Linked DNA regions of Sus scrofa: region 1 is linked to region 2. A link is a contact called in public HiChIP or PLAC-seq data. All regions are on one chromosome and are shown on one strand. The core of a region is the stretch at or near the end of the contact, and the rest is flanking DNA. Distances in the headings are between cores, read along the strand shown. Region 1 holds the start of TPM2 (tropomyosin 2 (beta)). Region 2 holds the start of UNC13B (protein unc-13 homolog B).

The links. HiChIP or PLAC-seq counts read pairs in DNA pulled down with a chosen protein or histone mark.
Region 1: a contact with region 2 is called in an H3K27ac HiChIP or PLAC-seq map of alveolar macrophages. The contact joins the promoter of TPM2 here to the promoter of UNC13B in region 2. A contact is called at or near these places in 1 of 47 Hi-C or Micro-C datasets (heart right ventricle) and 1 of 2 datasets of contacts at active chromatin or transcription factors (alveolar macrophages).

What each region holds. Positions count from the first base shown.
Region 1 is chr1:236,407,893-236,413,749 of Sscrofa11.1, reverse strand. It overlaps TPM2 (tropomyosin 2 (beta)), which reads left to right and starts at 4,134. Exons shown (of 9, transcript NM_001129947.1): 1 at 4,134-4,345; 2 at 4,776-4,901. The coding sequence starts at 4,232.
Region 2 is chr1:235,916,873-235,922,260 of Sscrofa11.1, reverse strand. It overlaps UNC13B (protein unc-13 homolog B), which reads right to left and starts at 3,510. Exons shown (of 39, transcript XM_021065583.1): 1 at 3,144-3,510. The coding sequence starts at 3,165.

The DNA.
Region 1 (5,857 bases), core at 2,885-5,384, 490 kb before region 2:
TCAAGTGAACATTAAAATTTTAGAAAACTTGTATCAGCTTCCCCAAACATAAAACAAACTTTTTTTTATTGAAACCATCATGATTTTTAATAATAAATAATGAAATGTGTTGATATTTAGAACATCCCACACAGCTCAGTAAGTCATTTTCCAAATGACCAACGCATGATGTTATAAATTTATCTGTGAATTGGAGCTCCTGTCGTGGCGCAGTGGAAACAAATCCAACTAGGAACCATGAGGTTGCGGGTTCGATCCTTGGCCTCACCCAGTGGGTAAAGGATCTGGCAATGTTGTGCGCTGTGGTGTAGGTGGCAGATTCAGCTTAGATCCCAAGTTGCTGTGGCTGTGGTGTAGGCCTGCAGCTGTAGCTCTGATTCAACCCCTAGCCTGGGAACCTCCATATGCCGTGGGCGCAGCCCTAAAAAGCAAAAAAAAAAAAAAAAAAAAATTATCCCTAAATATAAGATCCAACCAAAGTGCAATACCACCAATGTGTACCAAAAGGTTATTGATAGGGTTTCGAGTAAAATGGATTTTACAACTAACGCTTAAAAGAATACCATCTGGCAAGTGTTGATGTATCAAAGAAGAATATCCACAATTACCTGAAAAGGCTACAAATGCCACTGTAAACTGTAAACTGCACTGGTCCACTTATATGTGGATCAAAAGATAGCTTACTACAGTATTACATGATCCAAGGCTGGGTCAATCTAAGGAGGCAGAATTATAATACACAGGAACCTAGCATACAATGGGCTAAGTTATGACCTTTCAACTTTGCAGACCCTTGTCTTATTTAAGGGTTAACTGTATACTATTCTCCTTTCCAACTATGTGTCTGTGTGAGACTAGACTTTTTTTCACATATAGTACTTCAAACAACAAATACACAGCAACAGATAGAAAGCACAAGTAGATTTTGAGAATCCAACTGTCCTCTATCAAGCCTGATATTAAAGAAATTTGCGAAAATGTATAACTGCCATACTCTCACTAATTTGGGGAGGTGAATATAGTGACTTTTTTTCTTTTTAGGGCTGCACCTTTGGCATATGGAAGTTCCCAGGCTAGGGGCTGAAATGGAGCTACAGTTGCTGGCCTATGCCACAGCCACAGTGCAAGATCCGAGCCGCATCAGCCACCTACACCACAACTCACAGCAACACCAGATCCTTAACCCAGTGAGTGGGCCAGGAATCGAACCCACATCCTCATGGATATTAGACAGGTTCTTAACCTGCTAAGCCACAACAGGAACTCCCAGTTTCCATTTTAATATGGTGAGTATTGACAGATATTACCCACTCTACCAGAAGCTTTTTGATCTTCAAACCCTACTGTCAAGGGGTTCTAGGACCAAAGTTTGAGAATTGCCCCACCAGACCATGAGTTCCCCTAGATCCACAGAGTATCATTGTGTATCCTGAACCTGGTGCACAAAAAAAGTCACTAGCAAATGTTTATCAAATGCCAACGCTATGCTTGAGGCTATGCCAGGCACTGGGGATTTAGAATTGAAAAAGATAGCCACTCCCCTTGGCTGATAATAACTGTATCCCACGGATCCTGGGGGCAGAGCTTCAGTGCCTGCCCGCTTGCATCTTTCGCAAGCGTCCTATCCTAATAAATCTATTTCTTGCCTAAAAAAAAAAAGAAAAAAAGAAAAAGATAGGCCCTGGCATTCTGGAGAACTCACAGACCACTAGGCAAACAGGTATAACAACAGTCATAACAGGGACTATGCCGAGACAGACTGTTAGGAGCTTGCCCCAAGAATAAGCATTTATTACATGCAGAGGGTGGGAAGGGAAGAGGCTAGGGAAGCCTCCTCAGAAAAGTTGACACGGTCTGAGTCTTTACAGCCACCAGGAATCAGCCAAGGGAAGGGCATTTTAGGGATATATAACAGAATGTATAAAGCGGTAGCTTTGGTGTTCCCATGGTGGCACAACCAGATCAGCCGTGTCTCTGCAGCACCAGGACTCATGTTCAGCCCTAGCCCAGCACAGTGGGTTAAAGGATCCAGTGTTGGTGACCAAAAATGAATTAAAAAAAAAAAAATGGTGGTAACTTTTAAGAAAAGCTTGGTGATTTCTAGCTCCTGCACTTAGCTCAGTATGAATGCTACATGAAGTACAAATCTGTGTGCTGAGAGTGAGGTTGGAACTGAAAGGAGGTAGGGCTAGAGAGGTAGGCAGGTGCCAAAACAAAGGGCCTGATACACCATATTAAGAAATGTGACTTTTACTGGCAAAAGAGGGAGGGCGAAGGGAGGGGCTTTTGGAGCATCTTAGGGTCCTACTTGTACCAACTTTTTCAAAGATCTTTGTGTAACAAGGTCGAGGAGAGTTGGGGGAGTCAGGAGTTCACAACAGACCCAGGCAGGAGGTAATATAAGGAGCTGCCTGAGGAGGAGACTTCAGTGGAAGAAGCTCATTTGTAGGAGCAGAACCTACAGGATCAAGGGACTGTGGGAAGTGAGAGGTCTGGCACTGGCTACAGGGTGGATGGAAGACTCTTCCAAGAGTTTGGGGAGAACAGGGAGATGGAGTGAACACCAGCGGGCGGTGGGGCCGGTGGACCGGGAGGTGGGTGAGGAGGGGACAGAGGTCAAGTTTGTTCCATGTGTAGCATCGGTCCACTAAGCAGATCTAAATACATTTCCGCCCCCACCTCCCCTGGCCGTGGACCTATGGTTCCCACGGTTCCCACCCAGCCAGCAAAAGCCAGGCCTCCCGCCCCCCTGCCCCTGGGGAGCGAGGCTTCCTCTGCCTACCCTGGTCTCCCCTCCCCCCACCCCAAGGCGGCTCTCCACTTCCTCTCCCCTCACCCCACCCCAAGGAAAAAGCGAAAACAAACAGCCTCGCACGGGTGCCTCCGATTTCCCGACCCTAGGCCACGGCTCCCGGCTCCGGGAGCTGTTTCTGGCGGCCTCGGTCAGAGGGAACATCTCACCCCCAGCTCCAGACGCCCAGCAGCTCCGTAACTCTTGCCCTCGCCCCTGCCTTCCTTGCCCCATTCCGGCCCCGCCTCCCCACGGGAAACATCCCAAAAAAGGGCAGAAAAGAAATTTCAGCGTAAAGTTGGCCCACAGGGGAAGGGAGGAGAGTCCGCAGGGAGAAGGGGAGGAGAATGGAAGGAGAAGGGAGGGCGCACAGGGAAGCTAGGGGAAATCGGGATGGGTGGGGGTGAGTGGGGGGCGGGCGGTGGGGCCGGTGGACCGCGAGGCGGGGTGAGGAGGGGGACGGAGAGCGACTCGTCCCGGGTGGGGGTGGGGATGGGGGCGGGGAGCGCGGGTCCGGCGGGGCAGAAGTGGCCGCGGAAAATATGCGGGGCACGTGGGGGGCGGGGCGGGCTGGGCGCGGATCCGGGTTCTGCGTGCTCGGCGATGGTAGAGGAGGGGCCCTGGCTCCAGGGGCAGGGGCTGGAAGGGGAAGCGAGGGGAAGAGAGGTCAGGCCCGCCCTCGGGGGCAACAAGCCGGTCCTCGCTCCGAAGGGCTGCCGGGGCTCTGGGCTCGCCTCCTACCTCAGTTTCCCCAAGTCTCTGGTAAGACTCTCCACTATCACCACCATGTCCGTAGCAAAAACCCAGCATCTGGGACTGGGGTAAACTGAGGCACTCAAACTGCGGAGGAGCCCCGCCTCCCAAGAGACATTTAATCCGAGGGGATTTACAGGAAACTTCTAAATTAAGGGCAGCGGCTGCTGCAGTTGAGGGGGGGCCTTTTGGTCCCTGCGCTTGGGGCAGCTGCCGTGAGCTCAAGCCCTGAAATAGCCTCAGGGGCCCCAGCCGCAGCTGCCACCGGGCCAGGCTGTCACTCAGAAGAAGCACGGAGCCCCCTGCCCCAAGGTCCCCTCCCTTCCACAGCGCTAGTGTCTTTCTCAGCAGACCGTCCAGCTACTTTCCCTTCCGACGGCTGGGGGGGATGGGGTGAGGGAGAGGCGGAGCCCTAGGGGGCGGTTCCGAAGGGGTGGGCGTAGGGGGTGGCCGCGCCCCCCCCAACCCTGCTGTGCTTCTGCCCCTACAAGGTTTGGGCTGCAATGGGGGAGGGTCCTGGCCCCCGGCTCCGCCCGGTCCCTCCCAGCCTTTTAGGCGCCCGCGCGGCTGGGACGTCCCAGCCCCGCTAGGTCCTCCTCGTCCGCCACCCGTGCGCCCAGTCAGCACAGCCAGTCCCGTTCGCCCGGTCCACACTGCCCGCCGGCCGGCCGGTCCCCAACAGCAACCATGGATGCCATCAAGAAGAAGATGCAGATGCTAAAGCTGGACAAGGAGAATGCCATCGACCGTGCTGAGCAGGCGGAGGCTGACAAGAAGCAGGCTGAAGACCGCTGCAAGCAGGTGGGGGTCCCAGGCTCTGTGTAACCTCTGTCCCCAATCCGCAACAAGGGCAGCCTGTGCCACTCTGTGCTCCCCAGCCTCTGGCCTGCCGTCCAAGCCTCGCTACCATCCAGTGTGGGGGCTGGGCCTTCACAGTACCCCCAGGGCCCTAGCCAGAGCTACACTTCATCTCACCCACCCTCGTCCGAGGAGCCCCAGTCCCCTAATTTCCACTCCTCCCTTTACAGAGCCATGATGGGCCTTGCTCCTTGGGGCTGGAAGCTTTCTCTCTACTCCCACCAGTTCCCTCCCACACCCCTAGCTGCCCTGACCCTCCTCTGCTATCCCTCTTCCTCTCTGTCAGCCTCTATATATCTCTTAGTACCCCTCACACACACCCCTGCCTCCTGCCTGGGCCTGGGCCTGGCTGACTGAGGCATCTCTCTCCCAGCTGGAGGAGGAGCAGCAGGCCCTCCAGAAGAAGCTGAAAGGGACGGAGGATGAGGTGGAAAAGTATTCCGAATCAGTGAAGGATGCCCAGGAGAAACTGGAGCAGGCTGAAAAGAAGGCCACCGACGTGAGTGTGAACCTGGGGGGACAGTAGGAGACTCAGTGCTTTGGGAGGGGTTCCAGACATGGGGATGAGAGGGACTTTCACCATCAGGACAGAGACGGTTTCCTCTCAGGAACGCAGGCCAGGGCAAGCTTGCACAATTAATCCAAGACAGTGGGTAAATCAAAACCACTTACCACTTCCCCCTGAGAACACAACATTTTAATTCCATTTGGTTCCAGCTCTTAGAAGGCACAGTGATCAAGCAGTGAGTCATCGCGGGGGCGGGTGGCACAAGAATTTACCATCCACCTCAACTAATCTTCCAGCTGAAGATGGAGAGGAGACTGAAGCTACATTTGTGGGGTATGGGGTGTGGGTGGAGGTGCTGTTAGGCAGGAGGAGGGGAGAGGAATCCACAGATGGGCCTTGACTTGAGTTACACTGCTGGGGGGCCATTAGAAATTCCCTGGCCTTGACCTCTGGCTCCAGTGGCCCTGCTGTGTACTGGCGCCCCAGCTCAGGTTCTAACGGTCCCTCATTTACCCTCATTAAGCTGTCAGTCTTGAGACCATGCCAGGCCACAGGGCAGAGGGACAGGGCCACTAATGCCAAGGCAACCACCTTGGCAGCTCCTGTTCACTCTGAGATTTCTCTGCCCACCTCACACCCCCTAACCAGACTTCTCTACCTCCTGTTCTTCCCAGCCCCCACCTTAAGGTAGGAGAACAGCCATAAGACTTTGGCAATGGTACTTTCTCTGCCTCAGGTTCCCCATTTGCCTTCCACCCAGGATTGTTTAAGATGAGCCTGTGGTTGGGTGGATGCAGGGATTAGCACGAGCATGGTCTGAACGGCCGAGATGAAAGAAGACACTACGGTTTGTGTTGACCATTAGCCGTGCTCCCCATCCCCCCAAGCCCCCCAAGATTGGTTTCTCTGACCTCCAGCCTTTGGTTTTTGTTCTTCACCAGTCCTGG
Region 2 (5,388 bases), core at 2,261-4,760:
GTTTAGGGCCGCACCCATGGCATATGGAAGTTCCCAGGCTCAGGGTGTTATGAGAGCTGTAGCCACCAGCCTACACCACAACCACAGCAACGCAGGATCCGAGCTGCATCCACAACCTATATATTATACAGCTCATGGCAACGCCAGATTCTCTGACACACTGAGCGAGGCCAGGGATGGAACCTGCATCCTCATGGATACTAGTCAGATTCATTTCCACTGTGCCATAATGGGAACTCCCTAATTTCCTATAATTTTCAATCACTGGTCAACTTGTCCTAGCTCTGTCCCCTGGAGCGACCGTTTAGACAATTTTCATCTACTATTACGGCCCTCTCCCTCTTAAATCTTCTCAAAAACTAAACTTCTCAATTCCTCAAACGGCTTCCATGCCCTTCATTATTGTAATTATTCTTCTCTGAAGTATTTCTAGTTTCTGGAGTTCCCATTGTAACTCAGCGGAAATGAATCCAACTAGTAGTATCCATGAAGATTCAGGTTCAATCCTTGCCTCACTCAGTAAGTTAACTATCCAGCATTGCCATGAGCTGTGGTGTAGGTCGCAGATGCAGCTTGGATTCTGCCTTGCCATGGCTGTGGCGTGGGCCGGCAGCTACAGCTTGGATTTGACCCCCCAGCCTGGGAACCTCCATAGGCTGCAGGTGCAGCCCTAAAAAGAAACGAGAAAAAAAGAAATTCCAGTTTCTAAGTGTGCCTCTTAGACTCAACCCTGACTGAACACAAAATTCCAGATCTGATCTGCGTTTTATCTTCTTTGGGTCCCCATGAGCATAACAGTGTAAGACTAGTTGCTGCAGATATACAATTCATTGCCAAATTAGTGGCACTGTTCAGACCAGAAGTAATTTATGTTTTATGGAGTTTAAGAGTTTAAAGAGTGTAAAGGAGAAAGGTCACTGAGGGCTGAGGAAATGAGCAATTTTCCAACAACAAAAGTAGCCTGTAAGCTGAGAAAAGAATACACTTTTGATAAGTGGAAAACATGGAAAGACTATTTCAGAAAGTACAAATGTAAAACACTGATGAGGTGGGAATGAACAAACTTAGTGCTAGAGCAAAGCATCTTTATAAAGACAGGAAAGAACAGAAGCCAAAAAGGAGGGCTGGAGAGCCCTAAACCGGCAGGCAATAACGCACGATTACAGGGTTAGATGAAGAAACTGCCTTCTTTATTGAGATATTTGGGGATGATTAAATCAATTACCAGTTTGCCAATTTCTACATCAAGCTAACACTGTTTGAACTTCAACTACATGGAAGATAAGTTTCTAATTCAATTCTACTCCAAGGTAAACTAAAATTGAGTTGTTATACAATATTATCACACAGGCTTCTTTCAGAATATGAACAACATTCCTAAATGCCAAAATATAATGTAGGGAATATTTTAAAAAGACTTATTTACATTCATTTCTCTAAGTTTCCCCAGGATGAACACCTTGCCATTTAATATGAATACTTCTATACAATGTACCCAGTTGTTTCAGTAATTAATCATCTTCAGGATCTACATTCCAAAACAATGACCTGCTGGTCTCCAATCCTCCAAGCTCAAAAGGAGAAATTTGACTTATTTAACACTAAAACAAAGAGCTTAGCTAAACAGCAAAATTTCTAAGAAATGAAAGTTGTCTGATATTAGAACAAATGAAAACAGCAGCAGCTCCTTCTCTGAAGTTTAAACTCAATTAAATAGGAATTGCTGGTTTAATAGTCCTCCTGCCTTAAGAATCTTTCATGAGGGCTAGCTCTGTAAACAGTGTAGCAGTAGAGATTTAAACTGACCAAGAGACACTGCAAACAAAACCCAACCTCTCCTAAATCCAGCTACTCAACAGAAGAGATCTAAAGGAATAAACAGATTGCCAGCTGCTGAGAAAAAATGTTTTACTAAAAGCAAAGCAAAATTCTCATTAATGAAAAATCAACGATGAAAGAAGAAAAATTCTGTGTCTCTCATAATCCCTGGAAATATCCAAATCCATTTTGGGTTAATGCAGATTTAACAAAACAGTGGAGGAGAACAGAGGAAAGCAGTTGTGTGTTTGCAGAAGCTGTAACAAACACTTAACAGAGAGATCATAAATAACAGTGCTTCTAATTGAAAAGAAGCATGAACTCCATCCAGTAAAAGGTGCCAGGAAAAGGTTCTTGTGGATAAATCCTCACTCACAACCAAGCTACCTTATCCCATCTTGTTCAACACAGATATGATAGGCTTTGAATTCCCCAAGATCAAATGCAATGGGTAAGCCAAACCCTGCTTTTTCTGATCAGATAATCTCTAAAATCACAGTCTCTGCACTCATTCAGAACTAGCATTGAGCTCCTACTATATTAGGTGCCAGAAATACAAAAACCATTAAGAAGCAGTATCTATCCTCATGGAACTTAGTCCATGCACCTTGCCTCACCTTAAACCCCAAAGCTCTTGCCTTAAATTATCTTCTTAGGTGGGTCAAGCGTCCTCAGTGAAAAACCAGTAAAGGCCTTCACCTTAGTTACTCTGATAGAAGTAAATAATTAAATCATACTTCTTATGCTCTGCTCGGAAAGGAGAGAAGCTGACACACCTTTCCAAATCGAATATGAGAATAGTCTTAGCCGAGACTACAGGGAAGGAGCAGGGGACAAAGAGAAGCAATAGAGGGGTGCAAGCCAAGAAACAGACTGGAAGGAGGGATGTGACAGCTGTACCACTGGGCGTTCAAAGCCTAATAAAAAGAACCTGCTACTAAGCCGACTGTGATTTTACGGAGCAGGGGGAAGAAAGAAAGTAAAACACGGTTGCCCGCTAAGAATAGACACCGACTATCCGCGGTCCTTAGCTCGACCACTCTCGCCAAAGGAGAGAACTAAACACCATTTAATAAGATCTGGGCCTGCCAGCCAACAACCCTGTCACCTGGCCACCGGAATGGAGAGGTAACAGTCTCAGCGCGTGAGGAAAACAAGAGAGAGTAGAAAGTATTCTCCAGGTGTTCACAAATGAGTTAACACAATGCTTCCCTGAGGCACCGACGCGAAGTGAAGTTTAGAAAAGGCAGTAACCCGACGCCCACTGGAAGCTCGTGGAGACTCCTCAGCGCCCTCCGCCCCCTCCCCTCAGTCCGCGCACTCACCGCGCACGCAGAGCAGCGACATGGCCGAGGCGCCGGCGAGCCTCCACCGCGCCCCAGCCGCGCCGCCGCACCCGGCCGTTCCCTCTTTCCTCTCAGCAGGTGCCGCAGCTGTTCCCGCTCTTGGCCCCACAGGTCTCGCCGCTCCTCATGGTCCCGTCGCAGGCAGCTTCCCACCACTCCTTTGGACCCGCTCCAATTTTCACCATCGGAGCTGGCTCCTGATAGCAGTGAATACCAACAACCAAGCCGGGTACTGGGCGCGGCAACGCGGCGCCATCGCTAGGAAGCAAGACTGACCCGGACTCCCTCCCCTCACTCCACCCGGCATCCAAGCAAGCGCCTGGACAGAGCCAACCTGTGGCGCCCCGCCTCCCAGCCAATCAACTCACGCCCAGTCCGCCGACCCCGCCCCCCCACACTGGCACGTAGGAGGCGGAGTCCTCTTCCGCTTTCCTTAGTGAAAGAATGAAAACACCTCCTCCCACTAATGAGACTTGAAGACAGAGAGGGGAGGGCTTCCTCCTCACCTGTGTGAGGTGGGAATTGAAGCCTTCTGCTCCTCCCACGTGGGCGGGGCTTCCACCCACCCAAGGACAGATTGATTTCATTGAAGAATTTCTGTCAGACTTCATTAAGGGAGCTGACGGAATTCTTACCGTAATAATTTAACAAGGTAGTGACGCACTTTGCAGTACACCTGACACTAATAGCATTGTAAATCAACTATACATCAATTAAAAAGTGGACTTTAGGAGTTCCCTTACAGCTCAGCAGGTTAAGGATCCAGCGGTGCCACTGCTGTGGCTGGGGTGGCTGCTCTGGCACAAGTTCTATCCCTGGCCCGGGAACTTCCACATGCCACTGGCAGAGCCAAAATAAATAAATTTTAAATAAATAAATTTTTAAAATGGACTTTAACAAGGAAAAAAAACTTTTGTAAATTAGTATGGTGATGGATGTTAACTAGACTTACTGGAGTGATCATTTTGCTGTGTATACAAATATCAAATCACCTGAAACTAATATAATGTTATATGTCAATTATATTTCAATAAAGAATAGGCTATGGGAAGTTTCCTTGTGGTGCAGGGGATCAAGGATCTGGTTGGGCAGCTGTGACGCAGGCTGCAACTGCAGCGTGGATTCAATCCCTGGCCCGGGAACTTCTACATGCCTCAAGTGCGGCCAAAAAAAAAAAGGGCATTAATTAATTTTTTAAATAACAGTAATAAATTTTAAACAAATATCTCATCCTCCTTTAAAAAACAAAACAAAAAAGGCATACCAAAATTTTAATTAGTGACTACAGCATAAAGAAAAAAAAAAAAGAAAGACAGCATAAAGTAAAATAGCTGGAGACCTCGGTTCTTATCTAGGCCTTTTTTCATGCTCTCCACTGTCTATAATAGCGCCTAATACTTAGTAATCAGTCTGTAAATATTTACTGAATGAAGGATGGAAAAAAGGTAATCATTTTAAACTGAACACTTCTGGCAAAATGAGGTACATACAGGCAAGGAAGAGAAAAAGACCAGAGCAGAAAACAGGAATTCACATAGCATGATGTATAGATCCAACACCTCCTCCACCCCAAAATTTGGATTTAATTGGTTTGGGGTAGAGCTCAGGTGTACCTACCTTTTAAAATCTCCCCAGATGATTCTAATGTGATGCCAGGGTTGATCACCATTAGACAGGTGCGTTCTAAGTCCTCATTAGCCCAGCTCAGGTTTCCATGTTTGCGAGCTCTTGGCCTAGTTGGATATTGCCTAGCAGACTCAGGAAGGGTCCATTAATCTGAGTCTTTGCCTTCCAAAAACAAAACATAACTATCATATGTTTGGAATATAGCATTTGGAGAGAGCGACACTTCAAATGCCATAACTGGGAACCTGGAGAAGGAAAGACTTGATCTACCCAATATTTATCCAAATTTGAATAAATATTCAGGAAGAGTTTGAGCAGAGCAACTCAGCCAGTCTAGTCAACAAAAATCTCTGATCCTAAAGGCAGTGGGCATTCTCTGGGCTGCCGGAGGTTGACATATCTAGCTATTTAGCCCAGCTGCCTTAACCACAACAGCAAGGGACTAAAAAGGTGTGGAACTTCTAGATTCTGGAACTGATTGAGATTAGAGACAACAAAAAACAAACCTCTCATCAAACCAGGGATTCTCCCAGAGGATGCAGGGGCCATCCAAAAAAGGGTGGAAAATCACTGTACACTTGAAAACAGGATAGAGTAG